Regions from separate parts of the Canis lupus genome. Here region 2 is linked to region 1. Evidence: chromatin contacts called from public Hi-C data. All regions are on one chromosome and are shown on one strand. Each heading gives the region's core, a stretch centred on a gene start, on an enhancer-like site or on the middle of the called end of the contact. The rest is flanking DNA. Distances are from core to core; before and after follow the strand shown. Region 1 overlaps LOC119876732 (a long non-coding RNA gene). Region 2 overlaps PRKCE (protein kinase C epsilon type).

The links. Hi-C and Micro-C count contacts between places; a contact is called where the count stands out from the background.
Region 2: a contact with region 1 is called in a Hi-C map of liver, with 3 times the contacts expected there. The contact joins two enhancer-like sites. A contact is called at or near these places in 4 of 9 Hi-C or Micro-C datasets (amygdala, blood and liver).

The regions. Positions count from the first base shown.
Region 1 is chr10:49,019,029-49,025,327 of UU_Cfam_GSD_1.0, reverse strand. LOC119876732 (a long non-coding RNA gene) reads right to left here. Exons shown (of 4, transcript XR_005365862.1): 3 at 5,664-5,869; 4 at 1-438. Among named protein-coding and RNA genes, the nearest start is that of PRKCE, 7.9 kb to the left of the region's middle. Within about 2 kb of position 3,902, at least 5 of the 20 cell types and tissues checked have an H3K27ac peak or open chromatin away from gene starts, as enhancers often do. A contact at or near this core is called in liver, where this site is marked.
Region 2 is chr10:49,137,042-49,142,451 of UU_Cfam_GSD_1.0, reverse strand. All of the region lies in intron 1 of PRKCE (protein kinase C epsilon type), which reads right to left. Among named protein-coding and RNA genes, the nearest start is that of PRKCE, 110 kb to the right of the region's middle. Within about 2 kb of position 2,496, at least 3 of the 20 cell types and tissues checked have an H3K27ac peak or open chromatin away from gene starts, as enhancers often do. A contact at or near this core is called in liver, where this site is marked.

The DNA of each region.
Region 1 (6,299 bases), core at 2,653-5,152:
AAAAGACAGCCTGTGGGTATTGTTTGGATGGGTTAAAGGAAGCAGAGAGGGGATGCTAGAACCTCAGACTAGCATATCAATATTCACGTCTTTGTTGCTGTGCTAGTGGTTGCCATTTATAGAATGTTAATGGCTTCTGCTTAAGGTCGGCCTGGTCAGGGACCGTCATCCATTCCACACATGCTACGAGGAACAGAATTCAACCACCTGGGCCATCTGATGGCATATGCAGCCATGCAATGACACAGGAAACCTTCCAGAGTTCTGTTGGCCCTGCCTGGCCTAGCCCCACCCGAGTTCCAGCCCCATTCCCAACCCCACGGTAGGTCCTTCCTCTTGTTGTGGGTCTATGTCTGGCCTGCCATGTCTTCTTATTTTGGCCCTGTCTCTGCTTTGAACTCTGTTGCAGTGACCCAGAGACCAAGCTTCACTCAGAATCTGCAAAGAGATGGAGGGATCAGAGGTAAGCCCATAGAGCTTAAAGGCAGATGCAGGCAGGAGGTGGCCTGCTGCTCCTCCTTCCTCAGTTCCTTTGACCCTGGATCCCACTCCCTCAGGCATTGTCTGGAAAGTAACATCATGTACCACATCTTTGGCGGTGATGTTGGGCTGCATTTTGGGACATTTTTTTTTTCTTAAAGATTTTATTTACTTATTTCTTTAGAGAGCGCACGAGCAGGGGGAAGGGCAGAGGGAGAGGGACAAGCAGAATCCTTGCTGTGTGGGGAGACTGATACAGGACTTGGTCTGAGGACCCTGAGATCACCACCTGAGCCAAAGTCAACCCACTGAGTCACCCAGGTGCCCTGCATCTTGGGACTTTTAAGTATATAAATTAATCCATGGGCCTTGCTATGTACCTGTTATGTTCTCAATCCTGGGGCAGGTGCTCTAGGGAGGACAAATAGATAAACTGATGATTCCTATTCCAGCAGGTGAACTAGGAAGATCAATTCAGACATTTATTTAGCAGTTGGTATTGAGTCCCACATCATTTGGAACACTGGAGAAGCAAAGATGATGACACACAGTGACCCTTTATTAGTCGGAACGGGCCACGTCATACTGCTGTAATAAATAGTCCCAAATCCCATGGTCTTAAAATAACAGGTTTCTCCTCACGCTGCTCTAAGTCCATGGCAGGTTGGCTGGGAGCTCTGCTCTGCGTTGGTATCATTCTCCCTCCTGCATGATAAGTCACTATCTGGAACTTAGGTGGTCATAGGCGGCAAGCAAAAGAACCTCTCAAGGGTCTTATCCAGGCACCTAACTAGTCCACTGGATGTGCTCAGTGACACTCACTTTTGCTCACTGGTTGTTAGCTAGAACCAGTCATGTGGCCTCTCACCCCCAACCACTTCAGGACTGGGAAGTTCTCCTGTGTGCAGGGGTGAGGAGACTGGGCTATCTGGTGAAGAACAGTGAACAACACCATAGACCCTGTCCTCAAATATCAGGGGCAGAAAGATGACGCAAGGCAGCACACAGTAAATGATAGGTAAAAGCACAGTCAGAAAGTGCTACAGAAATTTAGAGGTGGGGACGCCTGGGTGGCTCGGTGGTTGAGCATCTGCCTTCGGCTCAGGGCAGATCCCGGGGTCCTGGGATAGAGTCCCACATCAGGCTCCCCGCAGGGAGCCTGCTTCTCCCTCTGCCTATGTCTCTGCCTCTCTCTGTGTCTCCCATGAATAAATAAACAAAATCTTAAAAAAAAAGAAGAAGAAGAAGAAAAAGAAATTTAGAGGTAACAACAATCACAATCAGAGGGAAACTGGGGATCCCTGGATGGCGCAGCGGTTTGGTGCCTGCCTTTGGCCCAGGGCGCGATCCTGGAGACCTGGGATTGAATCCCACGTCGGGCTCCAGGTGCATGGAGCCTGCTTCTCCCTCTGCCTATGTCTCTGCCTCTCTCTCTCTCTCTCTCTCTCTCTCTCTCTCTCTCTCTGTGACTATTATAAATAAATAAAAATTAAAAAAAAAAAAAGAGGGAAACTGTTTGATCCCCCTTGGCCCTGGGCCACTGGCATGCAAAAGACTGGAGATGTCACAGAGAATCCAGCCTGTATCAGAACCAGCAGCCACCTCAGGCCCTCTCCCCTTCTCTCAGAACAGAACATTTCATCTCACAGGACCTAGAGGTTCTACGGGCGACTTCAGAACCAAATCCACAGCAAGGGGGCATTTGGACACAATAGAACTAATACTTATTTGTTACATGCTGCAAGATTTTGGAGATCACCTGTGTGATTCTTGATATTCTTTTTTCTTATTAAATTCCTCTATGAAATGAGGAAACTGAGACCTAGAGAAGTTAATGGACTTGCCACACAAGGGAATTTTTCACAATAACCAAAGAAGGAATTAATTAGAGGTCTCAAATCAACTCTTAGGCTTCCTAGTTGGAGTTTACTGGTTTTCCTACACTGTCACATTAGAACCAATGAAATGTCATTTAATGATAAGAATTCCAATTATACTTTAAGGCCTTGGAAACAAAATTTCTGTAAATCAAAGGTCCATGATGTTTTAATAATTGGTTCCAAACTTAACTGGCCTTAACACAATAGGATTTAAGAGATTTATTATAACTCTTGGTGGACTATGATATTCACAGAGTTCTTTCTTAGGTTTTGGGGATACGTGTAAACACAGTCCTTAAAACTAAAGGACTCGATTCTTCCTCAACTTCTCTATCCTTGAGTCTTGTCTCCTAACACCAATTAGATACATCTTTGGTATATAGTTTTATGATACCTGCACCAAGTGCAAACAGCTGTTTCTGTGCACTCTGGTGGCTAATTCATCATTTAGCAGAAGAATTGATCTTACTGTTCAGTGAAACCATTTTTTTTATTTTTAATTTTAAGTAGGCTCCACGCACATTGTGGGGCTCAAACCCACGACCTGGTGAGCAAGAGTCACTTGCTTAGCTATTGAACCAGCCAGGCGCCTCCCCGCCACCACCACCACCACTTTTTTATCTGACTGTTCAAATTAGGTTATATATCTCTAATCCATTCTGAACATTTGGTCAATCCATTTCTACTTCTAATTTCCCTTTAAAGAGTAAGGAGCGAAGTCTCCAGGGCAGGGAATATTGCCTTCTTGTCACCGATGACAATCATTTAGGTGTAACAGATGTACAATCTGAACTAGTTAAACCCACAGGTTTTGTTGCAACCGAGATATGATGCATCCTTCTCTCTTCTTCTTCTTCTTTTTTTTTAAGATCTTATTTATTTGTTCAAGAGAGATACACAGAGAGAGAGAGAGAGAGAGAGAGATGCAGAGACACAGGCAGAGGGAGAAGCAGGCTCCCTGGGGGGAGCCTGATGTGAGACTCAATCCCAGGACCCTGGGATCACAACCTAAGCCAAAGGCAGACACTCAACCACTGAGCCACCCAGATGCCCAAATCTTCTCTCTTTTAAGGCCTAACCCCTCCCTGTCCCAATCCTTATTCCTCTATCTGAAACTATAGATCCTCCTCCCTGAACCCTCCCAACCACTTCCCCTTGCTTCTCCTCATAGTCTTGACCTCTGCCTGAACTAGTGTTTTGTTTTGTTTTGTATTTATTTGGGACCTGTCTTAATTGTACCACTTCCCCAAAAGGTCTTTAAGTTTGGAGGTGCAGTATGACTCATCTGGGTACTTACTCTCCAGGATCTCCAGGATCTCGGACATACTGGGTACAGCCCTCTCTATAAATACTTGTCACAAGGATGACACTCTGAAATAAGAAGAGTGTCACAAATCTTGTTCGCCTCTCTCTTGCTTGTACAGATGAGCGCCTTGGCAACGATTGGCTCGCTCCACTGCGCCGCAACCGAGGACGGAGTGATAAGGTGATTTAGTCCCTGGGCCCGTGGGCAGCCCGGCGGCCGCACCTCCCGGCCCAGGGCCTCCGCGAGCCGACGGCGCCCTCTGGCGAATGCGAGGCCGCCCAGCCGGGCTCCCAAAGCTGGAAGCACTGGGATTCCTTGACCAGCTAAAGGGATAGTCTGGGGGCAGACCACAGGGCATGGGACCAGTGGCCTTAACCACATGCCCATCATGAACAGGAGACAAACGCAGCCAGCGAGCACCTGCCCTATGAAAACACCATGCTGAATCTTAAAAAGAATTTTTTTTTTTAACAACTAAGCTTCTCAAAATGAATTCTGTTCCTATCACTGCATCAGGACAATAGGCCATCCATTTGCCGGTTAAATCCATGCTGAGTTCAGGAAGAACAATGAAGGAGAAGCAGTCCAGGTTTCAGAGAAGTTAGAACTTGAAGGTAAAGGAATGTTGTTACCTCCCGACGGGCCCCAGGGACACACCCCACCTTTTTCCTGACGTCAAACTGCAGGTGAGCTCCTGAAGCTGAGGTGAGGGCTGTGAGAGAGAGCCAAGGAACCCTACTGTCCCCCCCCAGAATGGGCAATATTGGGAGTGGGAGAGAATTGCCCCCCCCCCCCCCCCCCCCCCCGGCTGCTCCTCTCATTCCAGCAGATAACCCAGTTTCATTTTCTGACAAAACACTGAACCATCAGCCCAGGGCTCCCGTGACTTTCTGCCACCTAACCCAACAAACACTTAGGAAGGAAGAAAGGACAAGCATCCTTCCTCTATCCCACCAGTTGTCACGGCAGAGGGTCCCTCCAGTCCAAGGCCCTGCCTGTGTCCTGGACCTGTGACCCAGCCTGACTTCTCGGGGACTCTGCTGCTGGCCACCTCTCATTCTCTCCCTCAGCCCCCCCTCAACCCCGCCATTCTTCCCCATCCCATTAGACTCACCCATCCTAAAAACCATCTCACACTCTGCCTCACCTCACATTGCTCTTGGCCACCTCTCAAACCTCTTCTCCTCCCCAAACTTAAGAGTTATATATGCTTCCTGTCTCCTCTTCTTACTCTCCATCCCACCTAAGCCTGAGCACAGATGCTGGGGCTCTCCGAGACACCTCTTGTTGAGGGAACCAATTGTCTCCACCCCGCCAAGCTTATCTGTGGAGTCCACAGCGTACTTAACCACTCTTTTGGTACCACCTGATACTGTTCCCTCCTTGAAATGCTCTCTTCCCTTGGTTTCCATGACGTCTGAGCTCTCCAAAGTTTTCTGCCTGCCTCCTTGACTTTTCTCTTCCAGTTTTTTCTCCTCTACTTGGTCTTTCCCATCTCTTAAATGCATCATTATTTTTCAGTTACACTGCAGAATGTTAAGACATTTAATGCAAAAGTTGTCTCGGTGACCTTAGGTGCAGTGAACTTTGAAAGGAGGACAGATCACTGTGGCATGGAGTGGTAAGAGAAGCCCTCAAGAAGGGAGCGAGATGGAAATTGGAAATAGAATGGTGATAGAATATCAGAGGCAGGATTGCCCATGAAATGCACAGCAGGGAAAATCTATCAGGTGACTATTAAGCATCTTTTTTGCTAGGTATGTCATAAAATAAAGACACGAGTCCCTAGACTAAATTTTAGTTAACATTCCATTAAATAGCAATTGATAGAGCTGGAAAGGGTAGAAAAAGGGGAAGAGATGCGCAAGGGCTTCCTGGAGGGGGCAGGGCTTGTGGGCTATTCTGCTCTGTATAAATTAGGGTAGGCTAACCGTTCCAACAGGTATGCTCACAGTGTATAAAAGCTCAAACACAATAGATGTTTATTTCTTACTCACCTAACAGTACTGAATGAGTGAACAGGTCAAAAGGGTGGCCCTGTCTCTCCAGGCTTCCACAGTCACTCTGGGGGCTGAAGCCAATGGAACCATCCACAAAGAGAAAAGATCATGGAACGGCCTGGAGCACGGAGCCTGGAAGGTTGTTAATGGGTGAAGTCACCTACATTCCACTGGCTATGACTTAGTCATATGGCCATACATACCTGCAAGGGAGGTTGGGAAACATAGTCTATTAGAGAACCAAGAAGAAGAGGTGAGCAGAGAGCAGCAGCTCCCACTAGGTCCTTCCCTCCTTTGCTGGAGATCAGGATGCTCCCCTTGGGTTAACCAAGAGTAGAAATTTGATCCCTTCTCTGTTTTCCTTATTCTTTTCCCACTTGATGTATGAAAAAGAGCTATGAGGACCCTGCAGCTGTGAGAAAAGATGCAGGTGCAGGTGTGGGCCAAGAGAAGGGTGATGAGCAGGAGAAAGAGAGCAGTTTTGAGCTACAGGTGTCCGGAGAGGATGCTCTTCCAGCACCTCCCCCCTGCCCATTACAATGCCAGGTTGCTCTCAGGTTTGGTGCAGGTGTGATATGGCAAGAGACAACACCTATTGTTCCCTGGGAGAAGGGTCCATTCTCAACCCACAAA
Region 2 (5,410 bases), core at 1,247-3,746, 120 kb before region 1:
CCCCCACCCCCACTGGTGGAATGCCACTCCTCACCTTGCCCTGTTCTGTAGGGTCACAGCAATCCATGCCTGAGTCCTAGCACCCAGCTCTCCCCTAGGCAGACAACCATGGAGGTGGGGGGTGGGGCCCCAGGGTGCTTTTAAAGCACAATGGAAAGAAGACAGGAGAGATGGGAGGGAAGAGAATTTGGTGGAAAGAAGGAAAACAGCAGCACTCAATCCCTGACGCGTGCCAAGGCCGACTGTACAGGCCCTTGCCTCCACTCTGCCCCGTGCTGTGTTCATGGCTCAGTTCAACACGTATTTAGGGAGCCCCTCCGCAGCAGAAGGCTGGAAGCTACAGATGGCACAGGGAGCCTCCCTGCCAGGCCCGTGTCAAATCCCCTCACAGGGGCTTGTGAGGCAGCAGCTGACAGAGGGGAGGTCTTGAAGCCTGAGAGCCAGCCACAGGCCCTGGCCACAGGGGTGGTCTCCCCACGCGCCCCAGCAGGGCTGCCCTGGAACTCCCAGGCTGCCTGCCAAGCCCCTGGCCAGTCCTCTACCCCTCTGAGAGAGGCCCCACCAACAAGGTGCACAGGTGCGTCCCCCAGACGAGTGGTGGCAGACGGGAGGGCTCTGGGGCCCAGCAGGGCATTTCTATTCCTAACCCAATGTGGCTATCGGCAGCCGACAGTTCAGATTAGTGAGCTGTGCTGGGTGGGGACGGTGGTAAGGGCCCAGCCTGCCGGGGCGGCAGGGAGCTGTCAGGCATTCCACCCAATGTGCCTTGTGTGGGGCCTGGTGGCTCCAGGAGACGCCCAGGGGTAATAACTGGGGAGACGGTGTGGTGTGCCCTAATCATTAGCACAAAGTCTTGGGTGCCAGGAAGACTCGAATCCCAGCTCGGCCTCCTAGCACCCATAAATTTCCTGAGCTCCTCGGCCCTCACATGCATGAGGGGTATACTGACAGCACCTCCTTCATAAGCTGCTGGGAAGATCGGACCCACTGGTGCCAGAGTGAGTGGTGATCCCAGCCATCTTCACCCAAGTCACATGGCTGGCCAGGAGCAAGCGCGATCCTGGTCTCCTCCAGCCCACCAGCCCCTCTCTGCCCCGCCCCCTGCAGCCCGGGCACCCTTCTCCTGGGGGCACACGTCTGGTGGCAGTGACATGGCCTCTCTGCTGGCTCACCCATCACAGGGCAGAGATGGCAGGCTGCAGGTCGCAGGAGCCAAGGCAGATCTTCTTGGACTCATGGCCTTGGAAGACCCATCTGGAAGGAGTTCTGCTCACAGGACCCCTCACAGGGGCTATGCAGCCAATGCCCAAGGAAACCCAAAGGGGAAGAGACAGAGGAGCCAGAAGAAGATTACTGGGTGGGGTCCTGGCCTTCCTGGGAATGGTGCTCCCCACTTTCAGGTTGTATCCAGCCCAGATGCGTCACCCCACCCCCCACCAGCCGTTCAGGAGAGCTGGATTCCAAACACCCAGCAAAAAGGCACTCAGGTGGCCAGGAGAGCATCCCTCACTTCCGTATCTCTGCCCTTTCCACAGCAGGGTGGGGTCCCACATTCTGCAGCATTCTCTTCTTTCGCTGAGATACCCTCCCTCACTGCCTTCCCCTCTTGGGGTCTGTCCCTCAGAGCCCATGGCTCCGTCCTAAATGGTGCCAGGCACGCGGCAGGCGCTCAACACATGTTGGCTTTTTTCTCCCGCGGTCAACCACCCTTTGCTGCCTTAGTGCTCCCAAGCGTGTTGACCCAGTGTAGACTGCAAATTCACTGAGGGAAGAGCCCGTCTCTCTCATGGTCTCCAGTGTCCCCAAAAGGCCCAAGACCAGGCGTGATGACCGAAAGATGAGCCACCAGCTGTAAGAAGCCACCGACTACTGCAAGTGATGGAGAAATGCGGGGGCAAGGTGACCAGATCCGCACTCATTGGAGAAGGAGCCTCAGCGAGAGCCCCAGAGGCAGATGTGAGAACGTCCCTCACCAGGGCTCCCCCACCTCCCCCCTCTCTTTCCCCTCCTCCTTCACTTCCTTTGACTTCCCTGGCTTCGCCCTCGCTCTCCCTCTGAAGAAGCCCTTCCCCAGGCACCAGCCGGTCTGGGGGCTGATTCCCACCCTATGCATCAAGGTACCTGCTTAACTTGGTGAAATGAGCCACTCAAATCCCTCTGGGCCTCAGTTTCCCCTTCTGTCTGATGGAAAGAGTCCCCTTCTGAGAGCTGCCCAGAGAATGAAACGAGGGGCCGCCTTCCCTTCCGTGGACCCCGGGCGGGGAGGGGGCCGCCTCCGGCCCCGGGAGCTGGGGTCACCCGCCCGCTCCCCCTCTCCGCCGCCCGCACCCTCGGGATCTGGGAGCCCGGGAAGGTTTCCAGCCAAGGCCGGCGCGGGCGAGGAAGGGGCGCAGCGCAGGGTCAGGGCGGCCGCAGCGCACAGGCCCCAATCACCCCGACAGAGCCACCCCACTGCCCCTGTGTCTTAGGCCAGTGCAAAACCGGAACAAAAGTTCTGAGAAAAGACAAAGGAGGAGGAAGGGGAAGATGGCCAGGATTGGGCCCACGTCACACGGGGCGGCTGGAGGGGGGGGTGACCTGGGCCCCCGCCTCTGCAGGACGCGGCTGTGCCCGAGAGGTCAACCCGGGGCCGCGGGGGTCCCGACCGCGCTCGCTGCGCTGCCACTGCCGGAGGGACCCCCTCATTAGGCGCCTGCGAGGCCCGCGGCCTCTGCCAGGAAAGGATCTGCTGCAGGGAAGCCGCAGAACAGCTTCTGCCTCCTTCCGGAGCCCTTCCCTTTGCTCGGCCCCGGCCCCAGGCCCCCAGGTCACCTCTAGCTCCCCGACACAGGGAAGTCCGGCAGCCTGGGCAAGCGCCAGCCACGGCCTCTCCCACCTCCGCGCCCCACTCGCCCTCGTGGCCAGCGGGTCCCCACCCCAGGACACGGGTGCCCCTCATTGTCACTGCTGCCACTGGATCTGGGACAGGAGAGCACCTGGGCGGGGCCCCCAGCCCTCCCCAAGCATGGAGAGAACAGTAGGGTGGTTGCTGGGAGCCCATTCCTAATGCAGCCAAACTGGGCAGCCTAAACAATGACCGAACTTAAATAATTTCCACCCACATAATCAGCTCAATAATTCCTTAATGACTTCCTAAGAAAAGTGTTAAGAAGAAGAAGAAGAAAAAAAAAAAAGCCCTTGTTTGTTTTGATTTGGTTGGTCTTTTTTTCACCCTTGGTTGAGGATTTCATTGTCTTCCGCGTGGCAAGAAACAGCCTGGATTTTTAGGAAGGAAGAAATAATCTGCCGTGGGGGGCCCTGATGCCCTACAGGTCAGGGGGGAGGGTGCGGTTAGGGAGCTGGCACCCTGGCCCCTGGGCTTCGCGCTGTCTCAATTTCATCATCCACCTATGAAGTAAGGATAACCATAACTACCGCCTGCCTAAATCACAGGGTGTTTTTGTGGGTTTGGGGGCGGGACCATGGCCGTGCCAGCCTGGTCCTCCTGCGAAGGTATGAAGCTAAAGCCATCTTCACTGCTCTCAGTGAAGACACTCAGTCGTCCCTCCAGCAGGCCCAGCAGCACTGTGGCAGGGACACCATACGTCTGAGTGCATCTCAAATGCTACAACCTCCCCGAATATGAATACAACTCAAACACTACAATCTATGTGCATGTGAAAAGCCTGAGTGATCCTCATACTTTGGAACAGAAGAGCAGTATCACACTCCTAAAATAAAAAGCCACAGCCAATGTTGTGTTTTCCAGATAGAGGAAGCAGGATTTCCACCTTCGATGAGTCTGTGTAGTAATTCTAGCTCGAGCCTGGCTGCTCGGGGCTTGACCCCAGGGAAGAGATGTAATTCTGTGGATGGGGAGGGCAGCAGAACATGGCCCACTGGGACCCTGAAGGGGGCTGGCGCTCACCCCCAGGCCGGGGCCTGGCATCCTCTATACAAGAGCCACCCGGGAGAGGGGGTAGGAGACCTGTGAGCACAGGGGAAGGGGAATGTTTCATAGCCCTACCTTTTGCAGAACTGCAAATCCTTTGTGGTGGTCATGCATCAACGTTCAGCTGGGCATCCAGGACTGTGGATATGAGGGACCGAGTGACTGGGTATGGGGTATGCGCGTGCCTGCTACACCCCCGGAAGGGCAAAGAAGCATGGAGATTGGGGCTGCGTATGTGCTTCTATCTATCTGTTCCTCCCCTCTCCTCCTACAGCTTTACCCAAGATGCTGGAATTTCAGGGTTTGGAGACAGGTACGCACTTGTGAAGGCTGAACATCCACAGGTTAATCGATCCTAAACCCGAGGCACAACCCCAAGTAGCAAAGCACACCAAACTATATGAGCACAGAATACAAACATCATGCTAAAAGCAAACTGGTTAAGGCCCATTGAAGAGAAAATAACTTACAAACTCAGGAAACAGAATCCCTCCACAGTTCTGTACCACAGGTGAAATAAATTTAAACTATGGTCTCTGGATGCAGAAAAAGTTATTTTTTCACTTTGTCAGGGCTCTAGATCCTACTCCAATGCCATATCACTCACTGAGGGGGGCTACTCACCAGCAAACGAGCATGACTATGTGCATGCACAATACTCAGACACACACATACAGAAACTCACACGTGTGTGTATGCACAGGTGTGTGTACATATATGTGCACATACCCACATATACGTGTGCATGGGTGTGCACGCAAACATATCCACGAAAGCAGACACGCACATATGTACACACACATTCCTTCCAGTCTTGCCAGAGGGGAGGCGGCATGACTGTGAAGCTATAAAACCTAACAAAAGGGGTGGCAGATAAAGTGGCAACTACAAAGTATGCATGAGGAGGAAGGAGAGAAACTCCTGGAAGCGCAGCTTGACTCACAGTTTTCAAGGCGCGAGGTGGGCGACGGGAAAAAGACCTTCATCACAAGTGTACAAAGGAAGTCAGGGCAACAGTTGGGCCTCGCTGGCTCCCACACAGAACAAACCCAGCCAGACTCCAGATGATTAAAAATGAGCTAATCTGATTAGAGAATTTTAAATTTGGATGGATTGCCGAGTTCACCAACAAATGGCAACAAATAACATAAATCTTGCCCCACAGCTCTGCTGCCAAAATTGCCCAGAATCTGCCAACCACTGGAACCAGGGTTTGATGAGATGAACGTGGCAGTGGAGCAACAATCAGATGATCCATGAATCTCTGCGGCTCAGCCCTGCCCTGGAAATGCAGACACGTAAAGATGCCCAATCAGCTCTAGGCCACCTGGAATCTACTGCTAAGCAGACATGCATGTGAATGCAAGAAAGAGTGGTCAAAAAAATAGGTGTAGGATTTGTGTTCAACTGTGTGGAAGAGACTGCGATTGCTAGAGCAATTCAGAGAAAGGGCAGACAACCAGAGGTGGAGGTGGGTTT